Linked DNA regions of Mus musculus: regions 1, 2, 3, 5, 6 and 7 are each linked to region 4. The links are chromatin contacts, called in public HiCAR-type, HiChIP or PLAC-seq and promoter capture Hi-C maps. All regions are on one chromosome and are shown on one strand. Each heading gives the region's core, a stretch centred on a gene start, on an enhancer-like site or on the middle of the called end of the contact. The rest is flanking DNA. Distances are from core to core; before and after follow the strand shown.

What was found. Promoter capture Hi-C pulls out the DNA fragments that hold promoters and counts their contacts. HiCAR-type assays count read pairs that join an accessible place to other places. HiChIP or PLAC-seq counts read pairs in DNA pulled down with a chosen protein or histone mark.
Region 1: a contact with region 4 is called in an H3K4me3 HiChIP or PLAC-seq map of embryonic stem cells, with 5 read pairs. The contact joins the promoter of Rbl2 here to the promoter of Irx6 in region 4. A contact is called at or near these places in 2 of 39 promoter capture datasets (hippocampal neurons and stem cell-derived epiblast-like cells) and 1 of 115 datasets of contacts at active chromatin or transcription factors (embryonic stem cells).
Region 2: a promoter capture Hi-C map of hippocampal neurons shows a contact between it and region 4, with 7 times the contacts expected there. The contact joins the enhancer-like site here to the promoter of Irx6 in region 4. A contact is called at or near these places in 14 of 39 promoter capture datasets (the 3T3-L1 cell line, 3T3-L1-derived adipocytes, the C10 cell line and 8 more) and 4 of 115 datasets of contacts at active chromatin or transcription factors (embryonic forebrain, embryonic hindbrain, neural tube and 1 more).
Region 3: a contact with region 4 is called in a promoter capture Hi-C map of second pharyngeal arch cranial neural crest, with 8 times the contacts expected there. The contact joins the promoter of Fto here to the promoter of Irx6 in region 4. A contact is called at or near these places in 7 of 39 promoter capture datasets (cranial neural crest, embryonic stem cells, frontonasal cranial neural crest and 4 more), 3 of 115 datasets of contacts at active chromatin or transcription factors (embryonic hindbrain, forebrain and neural tube) and 2 of 9 other capture datasets (embryonic stem cells and embryonic tail).
Region 5: a contact with region 4 is called in a promoter capture Hi-C map of frontonasal cranial neural crest, with 10 times the contacts expected there. The contact joins the enhancer-like site here to the promoter of Irx6 in region 4. A contact is called at or near these places in 8 of 39 promoter capture datasets (the 3T3-L1 cell line, cranial neural crest, frontonasal cranial neural crest and 4 more), 1 of 484 Hi-C or Micro-C datasets (nephron progenitors), 6 of 115 datasets of contacts at active chromatin or transcription factors (craniofacial prominence, embryonic forebrain, embryonic hindbrain and 3 more) and 1 of 9 other capture datasets (embryonic stem cells).
Region 6: a contact with region 4 is called in a HiCAR-type map of astrocytes, with 3 times the contacts expected there. The contact joins the promoter of Aktip here to the promoter of Irx6 in region 4. A contact is called at or near these places in 3 of 39 promoter capture datasets (cranial neural crest, hippocampal neurons and maxillary cranial neural crest) and 2 of 115 datasets of contacts at active chromatin or transcription factors (astrocytes and embryonic midbrain).
Region 7: a promoter capture Hi-C map of cranial neural crest shows a contact between it and region 4. The contact joins the enhancer-like site here to the promoter of Irx6 in region 4. A contact is called at or near these places in 5 of 39 promoter capture datasets (3T3-L1-derived adipocytes, cranial neural crest, frontonasal cranial neural crest and 2 more), 4 of 115 datasets of contacts at active chromatin or transcription factors (craniofacial prominence, embryonic hindbrain, embryonic stem cells and 1 more) and 1 of 9 other capture datasets (embryonic stem cells).

The regions. Positions count from the first base shown.
Region 1 is chr8:91,068,722-91,071,421 of GRCm38.p6, forward strand. It overlaps Rbl2 (RB transcriptional corepressor like 2), which reads left to right and starts at 1,336. Exons shown (of 22, transcript NM_011250.4): 1 at 1,336-1,685. The coding sequence starts at 1,455.
Region 2 is chr8:91,484,954-91,487,908 of GRCm38.p6, forward strand. It overlaps Fto (fat mass and obesity associated), which reads left to right. Exons shown (of 9, transcript NM_011936.2): 7 at 206-325. Among named protein-coding and RNA genes, the nearest start is that of 4831440D22Rik, 19 kb to the left of the region's middle. Within about 2 kb of position 1,633, at least 6 of the 459 cell types and tissues checked have an H3K27ac peak or open chromatin away from gene starts, as enhancers often do.
Region 3 is chr8:91,312,106-91,314,817 of GRCm38.p6, forward strand. Fto (fat mass and obesity associated) reads left to right here and starts at 1,420. Exons shown (of 9, transcript NM_011936.2): 1 at 1,420-1,515. The coding sequence starts at 1,471. It overlaps Rpgrip1l (Rpgrip1-like), which reads right to left and starts at 1,117. Exons shown (of 26, transcript NM_173431.2): 1 at 1,098-1,117.
Region 4 is chr8:92,672,716-92,675,672 of GRCm38.p6, forward strand. It overlaps Irx6 (Iroquois homeobox 6), which reads left to right and starts at 1,574. Exons shown (of 6, transcript NM_022428.3): 1 at 1,574-2,364. The coding sequence starts at 2,320.
Region 5 is chr8:91,189,772-91,192,673 of GRCm38.p6, forward strand. No RefSeq gene overlaps it. Among named protein-coding and RNA genes, the nearest start is that of Gm36243, 19 kb to the right of the region's middle. Within about 2 kb of position 1,525, at least 13 of the 459 cell types and tissues checked have an H3K27ac peak or open chromatin away from gene starts, as enhancers often do.
Region 6 is chr8:91,132,221-91,135,289 of GRCm38.p6, forward strand. It overlaps Aktip (thymoma viral proto-oncogene 1 interacting protein), which reads right to left and starts at 1,807. Exons shown (of 10, transcript NM_001302266.1): 1 at 1,680-1,807.
Region 7 is chr8:91,507,900-91,510,659 of GRCm38.p6, forward strand. The region is part of intron 7 of Fto (fat mass and obesity associated); the gene reads left to right. Among named protein-coding and RNA genes, the nearest start is that of 4831440D22Rik, 42 kb to the left of the region's middle. Within about 2 kb of position 1,487, at least 20 of the 459 cell types and tissues checked have an H3K27ac peak or open chromatin away from gene starts, as enhancers often do. A contact at or near this core is called in embryonic stem cells, where this site is marked.

The DNA.
Region 1 (2,700 bases), core at 86-2,585, 1.6 Mb before region 4:
ACAGGTTGATCTCAGGTGAGGGATTTTTTTTTTGCCACTGAGAATCTCCCCAGCCCTTTTCAATCAATGTGTTTATCTCCACTAGATTCTCTTCACCACTTAAGCCCATGCAATGTGCCTTAAAAGTTTCTTTTCCGTGAGCAAATTCTTTGAAATTCCCTTCATATCTAAGCTTAGTTAGAGATTCGGTAGCTTTAACACCTCAAATCATAAATATAGGAAAGTTTCAAGCCCGGGGACAAAAGGCTGAGGTGCCTATTTAACATATCAAAGAGGACCTGGCTGCTCTGTTCTCCTGGTAGCCCTCAACCTCTACCTGTTACCATAGCCAGCCCCCTACCCAAAACTCTCCAGCTCAAGGGGTGGGCTGTGCTTTCCTATATAATCCAGACATTTTAGTTTCTAGCTCGGTGTACCTTTGGGCCTTCTAGCTGCTGCACCTGGTTCCCCTCTCTCCCCTCTCTCCCTTCACCTCCCGCGCCCCCTCCCCGCACTCTCCTCCCTCAGGTGGCTCAGGGTCATGTCCACTCTGGACTCACTCAGATGTCCCTGCTCTACGCTCTTCCTTTTATCTGTAAGAAACTTTAGCCGTATCTAGGAGCAGTTATGTGATAGCTAATATACATTTTAAGTTATTCTTGAAAACACATTCATGATTATTTGTGTGATTGAGGGTTGAGGGTTGAGGGTTTTTTATTTTGTTTTTGTTTGGTGAAGTGAGATCAATTCTTAGCTCAATATACCTTTGCCATTGATAGCGTTGACATAGGAGTGTCACTTGAGGAATCCTCTCTGTTGGATTGACCTGTGGGTCTTGCCTAGGGAGGTGGCGGCCGCGGGGGTGGCGTTGTATTAAGAAAGTAGCTGATAAAGCAACGGGGAGCTAAGTCAGTAAGCAGCGTCCTGCTTTAACCTCCGTCAATGATGAACTGTAAAGACTAAAATGAAATAAGCCCTTTCCTCTCCGAGTTGGTTACAGTCCGTGTTTATCTCAGCAACAGAGACTAGAAAGGGCAGGCAAACTATTATCTTTACTTTGGACCTTTTAGCTTTACTATCTGAGGACCTCTAGGTGAGGATGTGTGTAAAGGGCTTATATACTAAATCCTGTCGATATTTCTTGGTCTTTTTCTCTTCAAACGAGCCTTCTGAATGGTCTCACTATTGAGAGATGCTTTTTAAAACGGTAGAGGACGTGTCCATTCACCCCTAAATGATGCACAGCTCGTTTTTTGCTTTCTTCTTCCATGACTTTTGGTCTCCCTGAGATCCCGGCCGAGACTACATTTCCCAGCAGGCCGTGCTCAGACCTACGGGTGCCCGCATGGGACTGAGGAACTTTGGGGGCGGCACAGTAGCAGGACAGGCTGCTGACGGGCCGGCGCTTCGCGGTTTGAATGGCTGCGGGCCCGGGCCCTGAGCGCATCTGAAGAGCCGCGGCCTCGGGGTGCGCCATGGCATCTGGAGGCAACCAGTCGCCACCGCCTCCTCCAGCTGCTGCAGCCAGCTCGGAGGAAGAGGAGGAGGATGGCGACGCCGCGGATCGCGCGCAGCCCGCGGGGTCCCCGAGCCATCAGATCCAGCAGCGGTTCGAGGAGCTGTGCAGCCGCCTCAACATGGACGAGGCGGCGCGCGCCGAGGCCTGGAGCAGCTACCGCAGCATGAGCGAGAGCTACACGCTGGAGGTGCGTGCTCAGATCCTCCGTGGAGATCGGGGACTCGGGGTGGCCCTAGGATCACTTGGTCGTTTGCCCCGCACCATTGCCTCCCCCTGGCTTTGCGGCCGTCAGAGGAAACTCATTAAGTTTCAGGCTTGCTTACGTGTGAGAATGGCTTAGGATTTATTGTCCCCCACCCCCCGGGCAGATGAAAAGCGGGTGTAGACACACAACATTTGTTGCTGAACTTGGGCACTCTTTTTGGCTGTCATCCAGGTGTAGGCTTGTTATGTTCCGTTCTTGGGACGGGGCTTTGCAGTTGACGAAAATGGCTATTCGGGCTAGTGCCTGTCAACTCTGCAGGCACCTCCCCTGTATGGGCCAATGGGAAGTGACACGGAAGTCCGGATTGTTTTTCAGCTGCCTGTGCGTATGACCCTTTGATTTTATATATGGAAGCTTATCGAAGTAGCAGAGCAAAGAGGCCCCCGACCCGAAGGCTAAGCAAGGTGTTATTTAACTATGATATGGATGTACTTGTGCCATTCTTCTGAGTCGGTTTATTTCTATTTTTTTAAAAATCGACACACATCGAATTCCCCTCTCTCCATTTGTTACACTCACAAAAAAAAGAAACATGGCAGCTTTAGACCTGTGTCTGAGTGACTCTGGACAAGTTTTTAACCACAGTGAAACTCAGTTATGTTGTGTGAGCAGTTTTGTTACTTGTGCCCACTTCAAAGTGCTTACCTAAAGCTTAACTAAAGCAATGTGTGTATGTGTGCAGAAAATTTCCTAGACTGAAGCAGTCTGGCTGAAGAGACCGTAGCCGCCTTCCTTACCCAGTGTTTCCGATAGCCAGGCAAAGAGGAGAACTTCTGGTTTGAAGGACACAAATACTCCCAAACGAATTCTTACTTCACCTTAGAGATGACGCTGTAAATTAGCAAGAATGAGTATTATAACATAGCAGAGACTTCAAATCACAGACTAAGTCATATGAAGCCTGGTGTCACATATGCAAGTGGCATTTAACAGATGC
Region 2 (2,955 bases), core at 383-2,882, 1.2 Mb before region 4:
CTCTGAGACTTCCATTTTCTTGGCTTTCAGAATGCTCTGGAGATCCCAGGGTGTGCTGGGAGCTGCTTAGGTCAAGCTTTTCTCGCCTGCCTCTCTCACCCTCTGACGATTAAGTTGCCAAAGGAGACTTGAGCGGGGAAGCCATTGTCCTTGTTGGTCTATCACAAGGACATTATAACCGCCACCTTCTTGTTCTGCTCCACAGGTGGAGTTTGAGTGGCTGAGGCAGTTCTGGTTTCAAGGCAATCGATACAAACTTTGCACCGATTGGTGGTGTGAGCCCATGACTCACCTGGAGGGGCTGTGGAAGAAGATGGAGAGCATGGTAAGTGCGTGAGGTCTGAGCACGTCCTCTGGGGCACCACACTGTGCTGATCCTAAGCCGTCTGATTTCCACAGGCAAATGTATACGTCGTCCAAGTAAACGCCCGTGCTAGGTTATAATGGGAGCAGCCTGCAATTCTGTTTCAGGAAACATTTCTGATATTCTTCACAGAGGGCGCCCTGCTAGACATGAGCCGGGACACAGCGTGCGGACAGGTTAATAGCAGCACCCAGCATTCACTTGTGGTTTTATGTTCCAGCCACCATTCAAAGGGTTTTCCTTATCAAGATTATAAATCCTTGCAACAATTGATGTGGACAGCATGGTGAGCCCTAACTTATAAATGTGAAAGCTTAGGTATAGAGAAGCTAGATACTCATCCAGGGCCACTAAATAGATGGCTGAGATGAGAGGCCAGGCTGCAGAGCACACCTGATTTTACTCACCATAGCCTAGAGGTTTAGCAAAGAGAGAAATGTGGATGTCCCTATGTATCACTATGGCTAAAATAAAACCATGTTGTGGGGCCTAAAAAAAAAAAAAGAAAAGAAAAGTCATGGTCTGGCAAGATGGGGCAGAGTTGTAAAGACGGCTGTTACCATCCTTGGTGACCTGGGTTTTATGCCTGGGACCAGCAAGGCTTAATGAGGGACAAGCGATAGACAAGCAAGGACTCCATGGAAGGAGAAAATGGACTCTCAGTGTCTCCTCTCCTCTCTACGCATGCACACCGTTCAGATCAGTATCAGGGTCAGGTCACTACCGCTGACTGCTAGGAAGGTGCTGGTCTCGTTGGAGGACCATGAGGAGACGAGAGGATGAGGTGGGCTGTCTGGGGGGAAATCCTGGGTCTTGGAACTGTAGAAACAAGGTCAGAAGGCAGAGCACGTAGGTGTGTGGGACCTGGACATGCCAGCAAGCTGGCAGGTGGAAGCCACTTGATGAGCCTCGGCTTGGATAACCATAGCATCAGCAAATGCCTGCGTGCTGTTTTTATGGTTCCTTTATGATTCCTAAAGATTTTATGAGTGCTGAGAATGTTTAATGTTCATGAGTACTGTTCATGGTGACTCCATGTGATAGGTATGACTTTTGTCTCACTTTTACTCTCAGGAGATAGGAGCCCAAAGGCCTTATATAACTTTCCCAAGGTCACCAGCTACTAGGTGGGAGAACTGGGATTTGAACTCTAGAAGGCCTGCTCTAGGCTTCTTGCCCTTTTCGGCTCACTGATCTGCCTCCAAAGGCTTGGCTTTGGAATGTAGAGGAAAGGCGATAAAAGCCTGCTGACCTCTGGAGAGTGCCACTTCACAGCGTTTGAAGGGTGCAGAGAGCAGTGACTCATCTGCAGGGTGCACAGTGGTCACCAGTCCCCACCAGTAATGTTTCTCCGGCAGCTTCTTGGACCTATAGTTGATACACAGGAAGCTACACAAGCATAAAATATACAGTTTGATGAGTTGAGAAATAAATGTATACCTGTGGAGCTATCATCCTTGCCCACACTGAGACCAGTCTGTCACCTCCACTTTGGCCAGCCAACTTAGTGTTATTGTTTTGATGAAGATGCTAACATAATATCTTCAGTAATCCCTGTCTTATGAAAATATCAAGTCGCAAGTTTGAAGGCCTGAGCTTAAGAGCGTGCATCAGAATGCACACCTCTGAACTCATTCCGACTTGCCTTTGAGGGGATCAGCATCTAGGAAGGGGACACCACTGCCCTCCTAGAATAACCCCAGAGGCAGAGTTCCCCAAACCCTGGGTTAGTACAGAGCACTGTGTAGCCAACTTGGAGATGCTGAAGTTTCCCTCTCTGCCTGACTAGCTCTGTTCCTGAGCCAAGCCTGCGGAGGAAATGCTGGTTTTATAGGGTGTGTACAACTGTGCTTGTGTGAACTTTTGATTTTTGTTATGTTTTACATAGGCACTTAGGATCCTGCTTGCCGAGGCCTAATTGTTAGATGTCAACCTGACATTGAAGTCATAATCTTACCAAGCTGTAAACTAGGACTTAGAAATAAGTAAGAAAAGAACTCCATAATTCTGTAAAATAAATTGTTTAGTCATTTATTTTTTATTTTAAGTACATTGGTACTTTGTCTCCATGTATTTGTGTGAGGGTGTCTGATCTGGAACTGAAGTTACAGACAGTTGTGAGCTGCCGTGTGGGTGCTGGGAATTGAACCTGGGTCCCCTGGAATAGCAGCCAGTGCTTTTTAACTGCTAAGCTATCTCTCCAGCCATAAAACAGTTTTTATTTTAGAAGTATTTGATTTAGGAGTATTCCACCCTGCCAACAAGTGCAATGTTTAGTATTGTGATCACACAGCGAAGTTCATCACTAATTCACTGGAAAGATATCTGACTATGGCTGTGTGCCAGTCTCAGTCCATGAGTGCACACATTCGCTAGGAGTGGCAGTTAGTTAGAGGAAGAACCTTCTTTTTATTATATTTTATACTGAAAAAAAAAGAAACAAAGGAAGAAAGGAAGGAAGGAAGGAAGAAAAGAAAAGAAAAGAAAAAGAAAAGAAGAAAGGAAGAAAGAGAGAGAGAGAGAGAGAGAGAGAGAGAGAGAGAGAGAGAGAGAGAGAGAGAGAGAGAGATCCAAAACAAAACAGTAAACTA
Region 3 (2,712 bases), core at 170-2,669, 1.4 Mb before region 4:
ATGAAATTCACCAAGAACACTAAACATACTGGCCTCAAATTCTCTATTTTTTCCTTGTGTTTTTTTTTTCTTTAAAAAATGGGGGGGGGGGTCATCTCACTATATAAACTTGGCTGGAATTCAAAGATCTCCCTGCCTCTACTTCCAGAGTGTTACGATTAAAGTCGGGTGTCACCATGCCCTGAGTAGACTCTGAATTTGTCCTGAGTGTGCCACCACCCTGCTGTGGCTTATTGCTTACAGCAACAGCCTTTGTCATTATCCCAGAGTTGTATCGTAATTCATTGTCATGTCATGCATTTTTAACCTAGTATATTTTCACACCTATATCATAGTTTCTTGCTTATATCTGTCCCCTACCACTCCCCCCCCCATCTCTCTAGCTTCCTCTCACTGGTCTCCTTCCTCCCCCAAATAGTTCCTCTTCTGCTATCTGATGTCACATAGTAGACATTAACGCTATCATTTATTGAATGAATGAATGAATGAATGAATGCCAGGCACTGAGTTTAAACAAAGTCTCTGCCCTGTAATGGCTTTAACAGACTATGGGAGTAGTCAGATGAGAAACAGTAATAAAGAATAAAAGATAGGCCACTAGAAACTGATTGTGGTGGTGGGAACTTGAGGCAAGACCTATTATTGATTGAATTTGAGACGAGCATGGGCTAAAAAGGCTAGTTTAAGGCCAGCCTAGGATGCATAGGGAGACCCCCTTTTAAAAACTAATCGACAATCAGCAGCAGCAGCAACAACAACAACAGTAACAAGCCAACAACAACAACAGTAACAAGCCTCTTGGGAGGCTTAGGTTCTACCATCCAAGCCCAGTTTCTGGGAAACAGAGTGAAATGTGACTGGGACCTTTGAGTTGTAGGACTTAGGGTTGCCAATTCTTATCAGCTGCGTTTCTGGCTGGGCGGGCGGTCAGGGCGAGTCAGATGCAGGCCTGCGGATGTGGAGGTGTGTCGGGATGGACTGCTTTCCACGCAAGAATCCCAGGTCTATCCTGGGCTTCGAACAGACTCCAGGCTCAGTTGTGAGGCCGCGGAAGAGCCAGCCAACCTGCATTAGCCCCCACCTCACAGAGTACTCACCTCCGCGTTCGCCCTCAGCTAGCTACCGGTTGCTATAGCGCCCAGGGCGCGAGCCTCTGCAGGCCCAGAGGAGCACGGGAAAACAGTGAGTCCCGTTACCCACTGGGAAATGTAGTTCTCCGTAGGGTGCGGGCCGTCGGCGGGTCGCGTAGCGGACTACGCTAGCCCTGCTAGCTGACTGGAGAAATTCAGCTCCGGAGCCCAAGGAGTACTCGGGAGTCTCGCGCAGCATTCTGGGAAGGGTAGTTCTTCTAGGTATTAGAGCAAATGGCTCCAGGCGGGAGAGAGCCGTTGAGAGAACTACACACAGGAGGCGGGGTCCAGGGCGAGGGGGAACACGGCCCACGGTGGCGAAGGCGGCTTTAGTAGCAGCATGAAGCGCGTCCAGACCGCGGAGGAACGAGAGCGGGAAGCTAAGGTATGTGGGGCTCCGGGCGTCTGGGATTCTGTGTTAGTCCCGGGCTAGAGGCAGGGGACCCGCAGACCCGCTGGGATGGCTGAGTGGATGCTCGGCGTTAAGCCAAGGGGTGTCAGGGCCTTGTTTGCAAGAGACCTGCAGACGTGGTGTGAGTGTGCGCGCGCACGTCTGTGCTGTGAATTCATATTGCTCTGGATGCAGATCTGGATACAGTTAGTCTTGGTCAGAAATGAAAAGATAGACATCTATGTCCCTGTCCTGCTTCTGTCCCTATTCCTTGGTTATATTTGTAGCCACTCTCGAGCCTCAGTTTACCAGTTTACCACCTGTGTGTTTTCAGCTCGAGCGCAGCTGAGCCACAGATTTAGTATGGTGACATGTTTTTATTTGGAGCATTGCCTCAATGGCCAGATGACTTGTCTGCGTGGTCAGCACATCAGATACGCTTTACATAGCTTCTGTGGGTAGTACATTCCTGGACTCCGTCCTTGCTGTTCAGCTTTCTGACAGTGGACACTCCTTGGGATGACAGTAACAGCAACGGCGACTTATTTGCAGCATTTTTTTTTTTTTGTATCAGACACCTACATTAAATGCATAATTATTTCATATCATTGCAGCAGATGGCAAGACAGATATTACATAGGTAGAGTATAAACAGTCCGTTATGAAGATGAGCACTGGAAGCTCAATATTTTCCTTTTCCCCCATCCCCAAAGTTGGGACCTATTGATTTGTTCTAACTTATCAGCATTCAGTCCCCCTCAGTGGACACAACAGATTCTGCCCATCTTAAAAGTCTCTCTTGTCTGTAGCTCATTTGGCCAAAGGCCCTTGGCTATGCCGTTTGGTGCTTATTCTATGGTAGGTAAATACTGGCAGCGAGGATCAGTAGGAAATAAAACAGGTACAGTACTTGCTGTCGTAGAATTTTGTCTTGTAAGATTCCTAAGTCAGTTAGGAATCTAAGGGTTTTGGGTCTTGGGTGTAATGGCCTGAGTTATGTATTTTACAGACATGGACACGGAGTCTGGCAGAAGTTGGCCTTTGCTCAGGGCCTTTTGTTTCCTAGGTGGCATTAGGGATCAGGAGCTGCCCCTCTCTAATCTCCTAGCTCCATTTCTAGTCTCTTTGTGAAAGACATTGAAGTACTGGCTGATGCGAAGCACAGGTAGTTGTGTTAAGTCCTAGACAATG
Region 4 (2,957 bases), core at 324-2,823:
GGACTAACTTAATGAATCCTTTCCAATTCCCACTTTAAAAAAGAGGGAGAGAGCTTAGCAACATCCAAGCTATAAGGGGGTGATTGCTCCAAAGTGGGTTTTGAGAAATCAAGGGATCTATTTATTACCGTGACTTTTTACCACTACGTCAATCTGGCAACGACTATAATTCTTTTTCTTACAAGGACGCTCCCAGTTTAAAAGCAAGGTTTCACCAAGGTAACCATGGCCTGTGGCAGCAGCTGGATTTGTAGACTCATCTGTGGTTTGTGCCCTCTTTAAGCTCCTTGTCTATTAAACATAAACTGTGAGAGGTGAGCAGATGCTGAGCCTAGAGTGCCATTCTAAAGAGGTCACTGGGTGTGGCTTGCCAAGTCAGAGGCCAGAGGCAAACTTGTGGAGGGACTTCCTGCCTGGGCCCCCAACCTTGCCTCTTTCTCCTGGCAAGAACTGAGAGCTCTCAGTATCCCCTGGATCACACCGTCTCGAGTTTCAATAGAAAAATAAAACATTGTCCCTGAACAAACTCCGGAACCCCTAGAGGAGGTATAGTAAAGATCTAGGACCGTCCAAGACCTGTCAAGTGCACTAGCGCTGTGACAGGGCGACTGAAAGGTAAGGCTTTCTGAATTGCAAACCCCACCTGGTGCCGCAGCAGCGCCACCTAAGACCTTTCATCGCCAGTCTGCAAGCCCCTCCTGATCCTTAGACATGTCTTCGGAATGGTGTCAGCCTGTAAGTGTGCAAAATCTATAGCACTTGCTAACTGGCCACCCCTGTCCGGAAGTCTTGCAAGCAACCCCCTGTTTCCAGAGGCATCGGTGCTTTTTTTTGAAAAGCCAGCGAAGGAGTTTATTACACCATTGGGCCCAGCTGAGTGTCCCTGGCGCTACTCCCTCCGGAGCTCTCCTCTACGGCTCGCCAGCGCCACCCCAAGAGGAGTGCAGAGGTAGCCCTGGGGCCGTGAAGCCTTCGCCCCGCTTTCGGGCTTGGGGCGGACACCGCTGGCGGCACTCGGGAAGGAGCCAAGCCTGGCCTCTGGCGGAGATGGCCCAGACTCTTGGCTGGCAGCCTACAGATGCAAGGGATCAGACTTGGTGCGTGTATGGGAGCTCTCTTACAGAGGCTGCACCTCGATCTGGAGGGGGCGCTCGTCGGTCTAGCCCAGGGCCAGACCTCTGCAGAGACGCCCAAGAGGTCAAGGACCTGGCCAGGGCTGGGATTAGCCAACGATTTGGGGAAACTGAGACCCAAGCCACATCCCCAAGGACACAGATGGGCTGCCCGGGGGGCTTGATCAAAGCTGCTGGAGCTGGTCCAACCCTAAGAGCTCCCGGGACGGAGGGGCCAACAAACTTTGATGCAGAGGAGAGGCGGAGATGGGTTGTAGTTGGAGGCTGGTCCTGCGAGCCCCTGCTCTCCTCCACCTGCTCCGGCTCTGCCTCCTCCCAGCCCTCGCCCACCCCACTCCCCCCACCCCCCACCCCCGCCATCAGACTCCTCAGCTCTCCTCTCCCTCCTTTTTCTCCCCCCTTGCCTGCCTCCCCCAGTTTCCTCTGGGCTCTTCTTTTGTATTCTCTCCTCCCTCGCCGCCCCGCTTGCCTCTTGCCTCCTCGGGGGCCGCAGGGGAGGAGGCGAGCACGCTGCACCCTGGGCCCGCACGGCTCGCCGGGAGGCGTATTTCCCACTTCTCCCGGGGAATTTGGAGAGGGTCTGTGTGCGCGCGCGCGCGTGAGCTGCAGGCGAAAGAGGGTAGGATCTAGCGGCGAGTCGAGGGTCAGGGTCTTTGACGTTTCTCGCCCGTTGCACAAACCTCGCAGAGCAAGAACGAGTGTATCCGAGAGTGCGTGCATGTACACGGGCTGGCTGCCCTTGGCACACTCGGTGGCCCGGGGCCCCGGGGCCCGCGGTCCCCTCTGGCGGCCGGGGATTACCGTGACGTCACGTTGAGCCTCTGGCCACCTTGGACTGGGACACCTCGGGAACCTCACAGCCCGACGCTGCGCTGTACCTCACCTTGCCCCTGCGCGCCTTTGGCACCCTACTCCTTCTTCCTAATTCTGCCGCCGATCCATGGGCCCCTCTGCCTTCTGGAACCCACAGGCCGTAGGGGTGCCTTACCAATCGCAGAACTCGGCAGCCCCTCTGCCTTTGATTCTGCCTCCCGTCTCTCCCCTCCTGCCAACGAACTGGCGGCCAGCTCCTGCAGCCCTGTAAGAAAACCAGACGCTGCGCTGCGCTGCTGGGGTCATCGAATCACAGAGCTGAGCAAGGGACTCGAAAGGAAAGAGGGACTCAAGTCCCTGAAGACGCCCTGCTATGGCCTTTTCACCTTTTGGACACCCGTATGGCAGCACATCCCAGGTGAGTAGAGTTAGGGGGTGGGGGTGGCAGAGGCAGGCTAGAGGGATGCCCAGTAATCCCCGAGCTTCCTCTTCTCCTTGACCCAAGGGAAGTCAGAAAGAGCACGGACCGGGAAATGTGCCACAGCACCCGCTGACATCCTGATGCCAGTCTGAGAGCTTTCACTCTTTGAGTGCCACCTGAAACGCACTCTGTGTGCGAGGTGGGTGGGATCTGAGGGAACTTGTAGTCAGGGTTACCCTTGGACAGATTCGGTGGCCAGGGTACTCTCAGGAGAAAACAAAAGGACTTCAGCGCATTGGCACTGCACTGCTCATTTGTTGACCTCTGCTCCGATCCCAAATCCCACTCTTTTCTAAGCTCTCTACTTCAGCTTCCCTCCAGTTTCCAAACCAGGGCGTTGTGCAGTGGTGAGGCTTTCCTTGGAGAAGTCTGAGAATGCCCATCACTGTTCTCCATTATCTCCAAAATAGTCACACACACACACACACACACACACACACACACACACACACACACACACCCCTCTTGGCACTCAGTGTCAGGTTGACCTTTGACCTGCTGTGGGATCCTGGACCGGTCTACTCTGACCG
Region 5 (2,902 bases), core at 275-2,774, 1.5 Mb before region 4:
GATGTCTCTCTTATGGGAACACCTATACAAAGCCTATAACTGTGAACAACTCAGTGACCACGTACGGCATCAGTGATATGTTTACACAAAGCATGCTCCATGGTAACTCAACATCACATGGAACATGCATATGGGGAGAGCACTCATCTCTCCTGGGCCAGTAAAGAGACCTTGCCATGGCCTGGAGAGATGGCTCAGTGGTTAAGAGCCCTGACTGCTCTTCCAAAGGTCCTGAATTCAAATCCCAGCAACCACGTGGTGGCTCACAACCATCTGTAATGAGATCGGATGCCCTCTTTTTTAGTGTGTCTGAAAAACAGCTACAGTGTACTTACATATAATAAATAAATAAATCTTAAAAAAAATAAGACCTTGACATGTTTATAAACATACAATTTATTTTTGCTCAGTAGGATTTTGACAGGTTATTTTCTTTCATCTTTTTTTTTTCCTTCACAAAACAGTTACTTATTTAGGAAACAGCTAACTATATCTTATTTTTGGACACAGGCTGGCCTCAAACTTGCTACTGATCAAGCCCACGCTGGTCTTGAACTCATGGCCCCTCCTGCTCCAGGTGTGTGGAGCCAAGACCAGCCTACCTACACTTCTGAGGGAAAGATGACTGAAGAGGATAAAAATGTTGCTGATGTATGAGGTTGGCTTCTGCCTCTGCCTGAATCAAAGGACCTCATTCATGCCCGCTGTTTCTACTCTGTCTCTATTTCTGAATCACTCAGGGTTTTGGTCTTTTCTTTCCTTCTTTCTCCACCCATATGGAAATGCTTCACCCAGTCAGAGCAGCCTTCTTTCTGATGATGACTGGGATGGAGTCTAACTCAATGCTATACCAGCCTCACAGTAGGTGCTAATTGAATGTTTGTTGAGAGAATGAGAAAGAACATGGGATCTTGGCATCTTAAAGGCTTGTATGGGTTCCATTGCAACAATAGAGAAACACAGTGGTAAAAGGATATTTAACTCAATTCATAACAAACAGTGGTTTAAAATAGAGACTCCAAGCCGATTTTGGCTAAAGAGGTTCTGGTATATTCTGAACAGCTGTTATTGTAGACATAGTCTGAGTAAATAACTTCCAGCGTAAGCCGCGTCTGCGTTGAATAAACAGTGCAGCTAGAAGAAAACACTTTATTAGTGTTAATTGCAGCGAGCCTGTGCTCCACCCCTCCGCTGCTCGCAGAGAAACCCAGTGCATCCGCTCCTTGCTTAGGCTGTAGATGGAGCCATAGCCTTACAAAAGGCTGTCGCGGCGCGGTGCGCTGGGGGTGCTGGGCTGTAAAAGGCAGATGTTTGGCGCTTCTCTGGCTGAACTTTCTGAGTTTGAACAACCAGAAAACGCAGACTTTTCCGTGTGCTGTGCAGCTTACAGGGATGGAGGATGCTGATGGTGGTGGCGGCTTCAGCCTTTAACTGCCCCCCAGCCCCCATTTGACCTCAACAGAGCTTGGGGAAGAAGAGGCCCAAGAGTCCTGCAGACATTTTTTTTAAGCCTGTGGTAGCCCAGAAGGTCTCTGAGACAGAGTCTGGCCTGGCAGCAGAGATGGCAGGGCACCTAGCCTTGCTGCCCTGATTGTGCCTTCTCTTTACCAGCAGGCCTTACACCCAGGCTGCTAGCACCTGGGCATTTCTGGTTGCTGGGGGCTGCCTGGCTCGTTCAGGCAGGCTCCAGTGCTAGGCATCTATGCTCCAGCAGTGTTGGTCTGTCCAGCAGGCACGAGAGAGAGAACGCACACTCTGCTTTCTTGGGAGAGAAAGGGCTCACAGGGAGAGAGGAAGAAGAGAAGGTAATGAAAGGGAGACAGTTATCAAGTGTTTCTCTTCATGCTGAGCCTAGATGTAACTACATATGTGAACATACACACAGTATTATAATATGCATGTCTGAAAATGTTATAATGAAACTCATTATTTTATAAGTAAAAGCAATAAAAATACAATCATTTTTGGTTGGGGGCTAGCTTAGTGGTGAAGTGTATGCTTAGCACAGTCAAGGTCCTGAGTTTGATCCCCAGCATACACACACACAGAGGGAGAGAGAAAGAGACAGAGAAACAGAGAGGAGAGAAAGAAAGAAAAGGAGAAAGAGCTTTAAAGAATATTTGAGTGTGTGTGCACACTACAGATGTATCTTTGAGGATCCATATAACTGCTACTCACAAACATTCTGGTCTCAGAACACCCTCATACTCTTAAAAAAATAACTTATTGGGAAAAATGTCACTCAAGCATTGAGGAATTTGGAAGAAATATCATCTAGCTACAAATGTTAGTAATGTAGATGTGGCATTTGTATACCTACAGAGAGGCTGGGGCAAGGAAGAGGCATGTGTCGCCAGCTACTCCTCTGCACAGTTCCAGCCCTGATGACAACTGTCCTTCTCCTCCAAACTTTCTGTGTCCTGTGCACGAAATCCCTCACTAAATTCTGAGAAATTGATTTTGGACAATCTCCCAGGACTTCTCCAGTGTGGCATCCACATTAAACCACAGAAAGTTTTGAGGGTTCCTTGGGTATGCAGTACCCCTCTCTGCAACCAGATTTGCTCACAGTATAGGTCTACTGACCCTACATCTCTCTTTGCCTGCCCCTACTGGTAGTTAGTTCTGCCTTACCTACCATCAGGTGTGGACTTTTCTGTTGTTCCTTTGGTGTGATGTCCCAGGCTGGCTCACATTATCCCTGGCTTTTCTTTTTGAAAGAACAGATATGGTTTGGGAGGACTTGGCAGGGGGTGGGGTGGGTGGGATGGGAGGTCATTAGCAGACACTGGGAAAAGCTCCTTCTAACCACAATAATAGCTGCCAGGGGATTCTGTCAGACTGGGAAAGGCCTTCAGGCACTCGTTGGATGTTTGAGCACCTTTAGTGCCTTGCCCTGCGC
Region 6 (3,069 bases), core at 557-3,056, 1.5 Mb before region 4:
TCCGAAGGTCCAGAGTTCAAATCCCAGCAACCACATGGTGGCTCACAACCATCCCTAATGAAATCTGATGCCCTCTTCTGGAGTGTCTGAAGACAGCTACAGTGTACTTACATATAATCAATAAATAAATCTTTAAAAAAAAAAAAAAAAAGAAACCAGGTTTCAAAGACCACAAGGTCAGTGGGTGGCTTAGTAAATATACAAAGACAGACACAAAAGTAGCCAGCTCAGCTGCAAGACTCCCTCCACAAAGTCTGCTGAGTTTAAAAGGATGGCTTCTTATTTATATCCCTGAAGGTGAAAGGGGTCAAAACTCACATTTCTAAGAAGCAATGCTATACCAGTATCTCTAATCAGCAGTGCCTTGTGGGCATATAGCATCCATGGGTGGGTACCAGCCAGTGCCTATAACTGCTGCCGTGCTTTCCAGGAGACAGTGTCACCCAGTAATTAAACCAGAGGACAGGGATCCCACTTCTCCCACTAACTTGCTGACTTGCAGCCAGGTAGGGCTTTGCAAACCTGCTTTTAAAGGTGGCTGACACCATAGTGCATCAAAAATTCAAGGAGGGTTATGTTCCTGTTTGGCTCAAATGAAAACTATATATTTTCCTTAAGGACTAGTAACCCACTGCCTAGACACACATGTTTTCTCAAGGTTTTTCTTCACCTCTTGAGAGGCGTGGCATTTCCTATTTGTAAATGTACTGGCACTGGGCACCTTTCATGTCTTCTGCCTTTAAAAATTCAGTACATGGCCCTCAGTTCCTCCAAAAGGTACCATGTACCGTCCAGCGCAGCCATATTTTTAACTCAGTGGTTCCAATAGCAACATAAGCACAAGGAACCGTAGCCAACTTTTCAGAAACTACAGTTTGCTAGATGAGCAATCTACCATAAGCATAGCATGACATCGTCCAATAGTAATGACAGATGTAAGGAAAACAGGTTCCATCCTTATTCGCAGAAAATACCACCAGACTTCCTGCTCCTCTGACTCTTAAAAAAAAAAAATGATTGCATGCATTTACACAGCTGAGCGAAGTCTGCATCTTCACCTATGCGACAGTGAGTATACCGCAGAGGGCCAATGAGACCTAGCTACCATCGTTCTTCTGTGACACAGAGCTAACTAATGTTATCACCCCAAAAAGGGTTTACGAAATTCCACATTAAGAGGCCACCAGACAGGACCGAGGAAAAGTAAACAGCCCGGGCCTCCGACAGCCCGGCTGGCTGGGCAGCTAGCTGGGCCGGGCACCCTGGCCCGGGGCACAATCCCATTTCGGAGCACGTAGAGAATCTGGACAAACCTGTCCCGAGGTGATGTAAGGCTGGTGCCCGGCCCTAGCCTGGAAGCGAGTTGGAGGCTGGCTGGGCCCGCTAGTCTGCAGCCGAGGCCGAGAGCCTGGGGCTTCATGTCAGCCCCTCGCCAGACAGACGGGACCCAGCGCAGGAGGGGCAGACCAAGCGGAGCAGAGCGCCACCAACCCTGCCGCCCTCTTCCTCGGGTGCAGCAGGTGCCTGCAGCGCACAGGTGCGGCCCCGCCCCCGTGTCCCCGCGCGGCCGCCGTCGCCCCGGTCCCTAGCGCACCCCAGGGAACCGAACGCCGGGCCGCGGACACAAACCCTCTGTCCTGACGACTCGGTAGCCACCAGCCCAGAGGTGAGACGCTTACCTGGATGCCCTCGGTGCGGAGCGCTGGGGGCCGAGCGCCACCGCGGGCCAACAGCATCTCCGGCTGTCCTGCAGCCCGGCCCCTGCCGCTCCTCTCCCGCAGAGCCCCGCCCCGCCCTGCCCTCAGCGGGACACGCCCTGGACACGCCCTAGACTGGGCGCTTCCGCTCGGATACCCATGCCGAATGGCTCTCTCTCGCCGTCCATCAAAAACGTACTTCCGGGAGGTGTTGGGGCTTGGAGCTCCGTCCTGCCAATCAAGTTAGCGCCGCTCGGGTGGGGCCGCGCTCGTACCTCCCCCTTACGTAACAGCGCCCAGGGACGAGCTGTCAGTCAAAGAAGCTTCAATCCCTGGGGAGGCTGGGACGAGAAACAAACAGGCACCAGGCCGCCATTGGACGTGGCGTGTGTCAGTCACCATGGATACCCACCCAGAGGTTTATGCGGCAGCCACTATAGCCAGTCTCCGGCAGTGATTGCTGCTAGCTCTTGGCTCCGCCAAGCGTCAGCCGGTATCCAGGCCTGGACTCTGAGCCACTGGCTGGAGAGGGAGGTCTGCAGCTCCCTGGTGGGAGTGATGGGATTTATTAATCAACTTGCTTAGGAGACAATAAGTGACACAGAGTAGAATTTAGCTGAGGTAGTGCTACCTTTACAATAAATCCAAAGTTATCAGGCTTGTTAGAAAGAATTCTGTAAATGTTTCTTCCCGGGGATTGATGTGCATTAGGTTCCATTCCCATAACCAAAAAAAAGACAACCCTGATTTACAACCAGCCATTAAACACATTAGCGTATCAAAGAACGTGTCTCTAACGGATACAAGCATCCTGAAGTTCTGGCCTGACATAAAGCCCCGTTTCTCTGGAGAAAAGCATAATTCTGCCCAGTGGCCAAGATGACCCTCTGTAACGACTATTATCGAACAACACTGATGTACTTAAGAAATAATTCTGGCGCCGGGCAGTGGTGGCGCGCACGCCTTTAATCCCAGCACTTGGTAGGCAGTGGTAGGCAGATTTCCGAGTTCTAGGCCAGCCTGGTCTACAGAGTTCCAGGACAGCCAGGGCTACACAGAAAAACCCTGTCTTGAACCCCCCCCCCCAAAAAAAAAAAAAAAGAAGGAAGGAAGGAAGGAAGGAAGGAAGGAAGGAAGGAAGGAAGGAAGGAAGGAAGAAATCTGGCAATATTTGGCTGTGTAAATCTTAAATGGCCAGACTTGCAGCCTACAGTCTCTGTTTCTACTGTGGCCTGCATCCCTTAGTCCCTACTTGTTACAAGATATGTCTGGCCCCTACTCTAATTTTTCCCCGCCCGGGAAACATGCTGCCTTTCTCCCTAGAAGCCCTTCCCCATGTAACTCAGCCATTTTGGTTACCTGCTCCTTTCAG
Region 7 (2,760 bases), core at 237-2,736, 1.2 Mb before region 4:
AGAGACCTATCCTGGGGTCCCAGCTGCCGAGGTTTCTGAAGTAGCACTGGGATTCTGCCAAAATTTGCAAGCATATTCTTAGTCTCACCCATCATCCTTAGAGGCAGGGCTCTTCTCCAGGAAGAGGAAGCAGCTTCAGAGAAGTTGTCTTGGTGAAATACTCTGCAGTCTGGACCATCTCTACCAGCTGTGTTCCCTACAAGACGAACTTGAGTTGATGACCAAAGTTTGATGGACTTGATGTGTTAGAGGGCAGGAAAATGGCCTCGTCTCTCATGAGGCTCTTGTAGTCAGACTCAGTGACTGTCAGGGATAAGATAGACCCTAATCTCAAGGAATCCCTGAACATGGAGCCATTGCTGCTGGAAAAGTTGTAGATAGATCTTGGGGACCATGTATGTTTTCTGTTAGGGGCAGCTTCAAAGCCCCGTGACTCTGTGTTTGACAGGGAAAACTTGCCTGTGCCCTGCTCCTTACTGCACTTGGCCTGTCTCCTCTGGCCAGTGCTTCACTCCAGAGCAACTTCCTTTCTTCTCCTAAAGCAGGAAGCATAGCCCCCTCCCATCCAGAGCCTGCTGCCCTGCACTGTCCCTTCAAACCCCTTGTGGGCTGGCCTCAGTGCCTCATGTCAGCATTGTCCTGATGAGAGGAGACAGCACCTTCCCACGGCCACTTCCCAGGGCCTGTCTTATTTGTGGAAGAAATGTAGTGTTTTGCTGACTCCTTGAAGGTCAAACAACGGGAAGTGTTTCCCTCTGTGTGGACAAAGGACGTAGCTTTCTACCATAGAGTCTCTGCTTTCTGTGATATCTCAGGGAAATATACTCCCATATTTTCTTTCTTTATTGTTTGCCCGTTTCCAACTATGATGGGGGATATCTAAACACTTCCATCTGTAAACTGGGAAATAAGGGCCAACAAAGAAAACTGCCTTCTTGATAGGTTGTGGTAGAACAAAATAAAACTGTGCTTCCCTAATATCTTTGTCTGGGAAATAAGTTATAATAGCATTTTGCTTTTCAGGCAAAAACAAAACAATAAAAGAAAGAAGGAAGGAAAAGTTTCTAAAGGTAAGGATTCCGGCCTTTTACCCGTGGATCCAGCCTTCACCTACTCCTTGGGATGGTCAGGTAGAAGGGGAAGACAGATTAGAAAGGCAAAGGTGCCCAGGGGAAATGCTGTGGTATAAAATCTTGTCTTCCCAGTGGAAAGCTGGTGATGGGGAATGGGGAGGGACTCACTAAAATATCTTAAATCGTCTCCCTTAAACACGTAGCATCCTTAGAGGTCAGACAGAGCCGAAACCTGAACAGCTGTACAACAAGCCTCTGAGATTGTCTTTAATTGTGTCCCCTTTCTCTAACAGCAGTAATTCTTGTTTATATTGTCAAGAGCCTTTCCACCAAGCACAAGCACACCATACTTGAAGGTCAAATGCTTAACCCTTCTGCATGGTTACAATGAAAATGGCCCCTTTTGTTTTCGCTAATGTATACCCCAGCCGAGGCTACAGGGAGAATGGGGGCCCTAAGCGGTCACCAAGCTGAAGTAACTTATTGTCAAAGAGCCACAAAGGGGGCATATTTCTGTTTCCACACAACACTTGTTTAGCCTTTGCCTTGTGCATCCAACCACAAAACAGTAGGATCATTTATCAATGGGCAGAATTTTTTGGCTACCATTTTGTTCCTCTGACCTCTGTTACTTTTTACTGACCCAACCAAATTGCTTAAAAATTTTCCCTTTCTGCTGTCAGTGTTTAAAGCCGCTTAATGTCTCTGAAGTGATCCCCTTTCTCTTTAACACTTTACACCCCTGTTTACCACAGCACCTGTTACTGTAGTGGGCCATGAAATTGCAAATGTCATGCAGCTCTTATTGACGGATAATACTTTATTAAATATAAATAGAGTATCCCCCAGTCTCCGGGCAGACGCACATGTGCCCACACAGACCCACATATTGATTTTGTGGCGGCCAACCAGGAAAGGAGTTCTGCCAGGCAAAAAATATTTCTTTTTCTGGCCCGTAAGAGTTAACCAAAACTCGAGGGGCCAGTTCAACCACATTAAATATGAGCCTCAAACATGAAGGCCTCTTTGTTACTGAAACAAAAATACCGCAGCAGGTGGTAGACTCGAACACAGGAGGGAGGAGGAGGTTCAGTTGTTGCCCACTTTTCTAATCCTTTTAGAATATCCATTGTCCAGACCCCAAATTTAAACTGTTCAGTCTCTTGGAGACCAGTTTAGCAGGAAAGAGCCGCACCCAGCACCCACTGATGCTTCTGTAAACTGGTTTCATCTTTGGGTATGGAGTGTATCGCCACTAAACAATACAGGAGAGGCAATTATCTCCCAAAGATGAGCCAATAATATCTGCCTATCAAAGCATGAAACTGTTGTCAGTGTGGCAAGTTAGAGCGCAGTGGACATGCAGGCCAGCAGCAAGAGCGTGTCCACTGTATAAATCCAGGCAGAAATGTGACTTCTGCCCTCCTAGATGCAGGTTTGTGCAAACTGCAGGAGCTCCCTAAAGCCAAGGTTAAACTCCTTGCCACCCTTGTCTGTTTATATCCAGGTGCTTTACCAGGGGTGTTGCTTTTAAAGGGGATTAACAATCTGAGTAGGAATAATTAAGAGCTTTTTCTTTTCCTAAAATGGAATGGAATGTAGTTTCTAACTCTAGACCTCAGGATACTCTGAGGCATTAAAAGATGACCCATAGGGCAAAGGCAGGCTCCCACACAGTTCCTCTTGC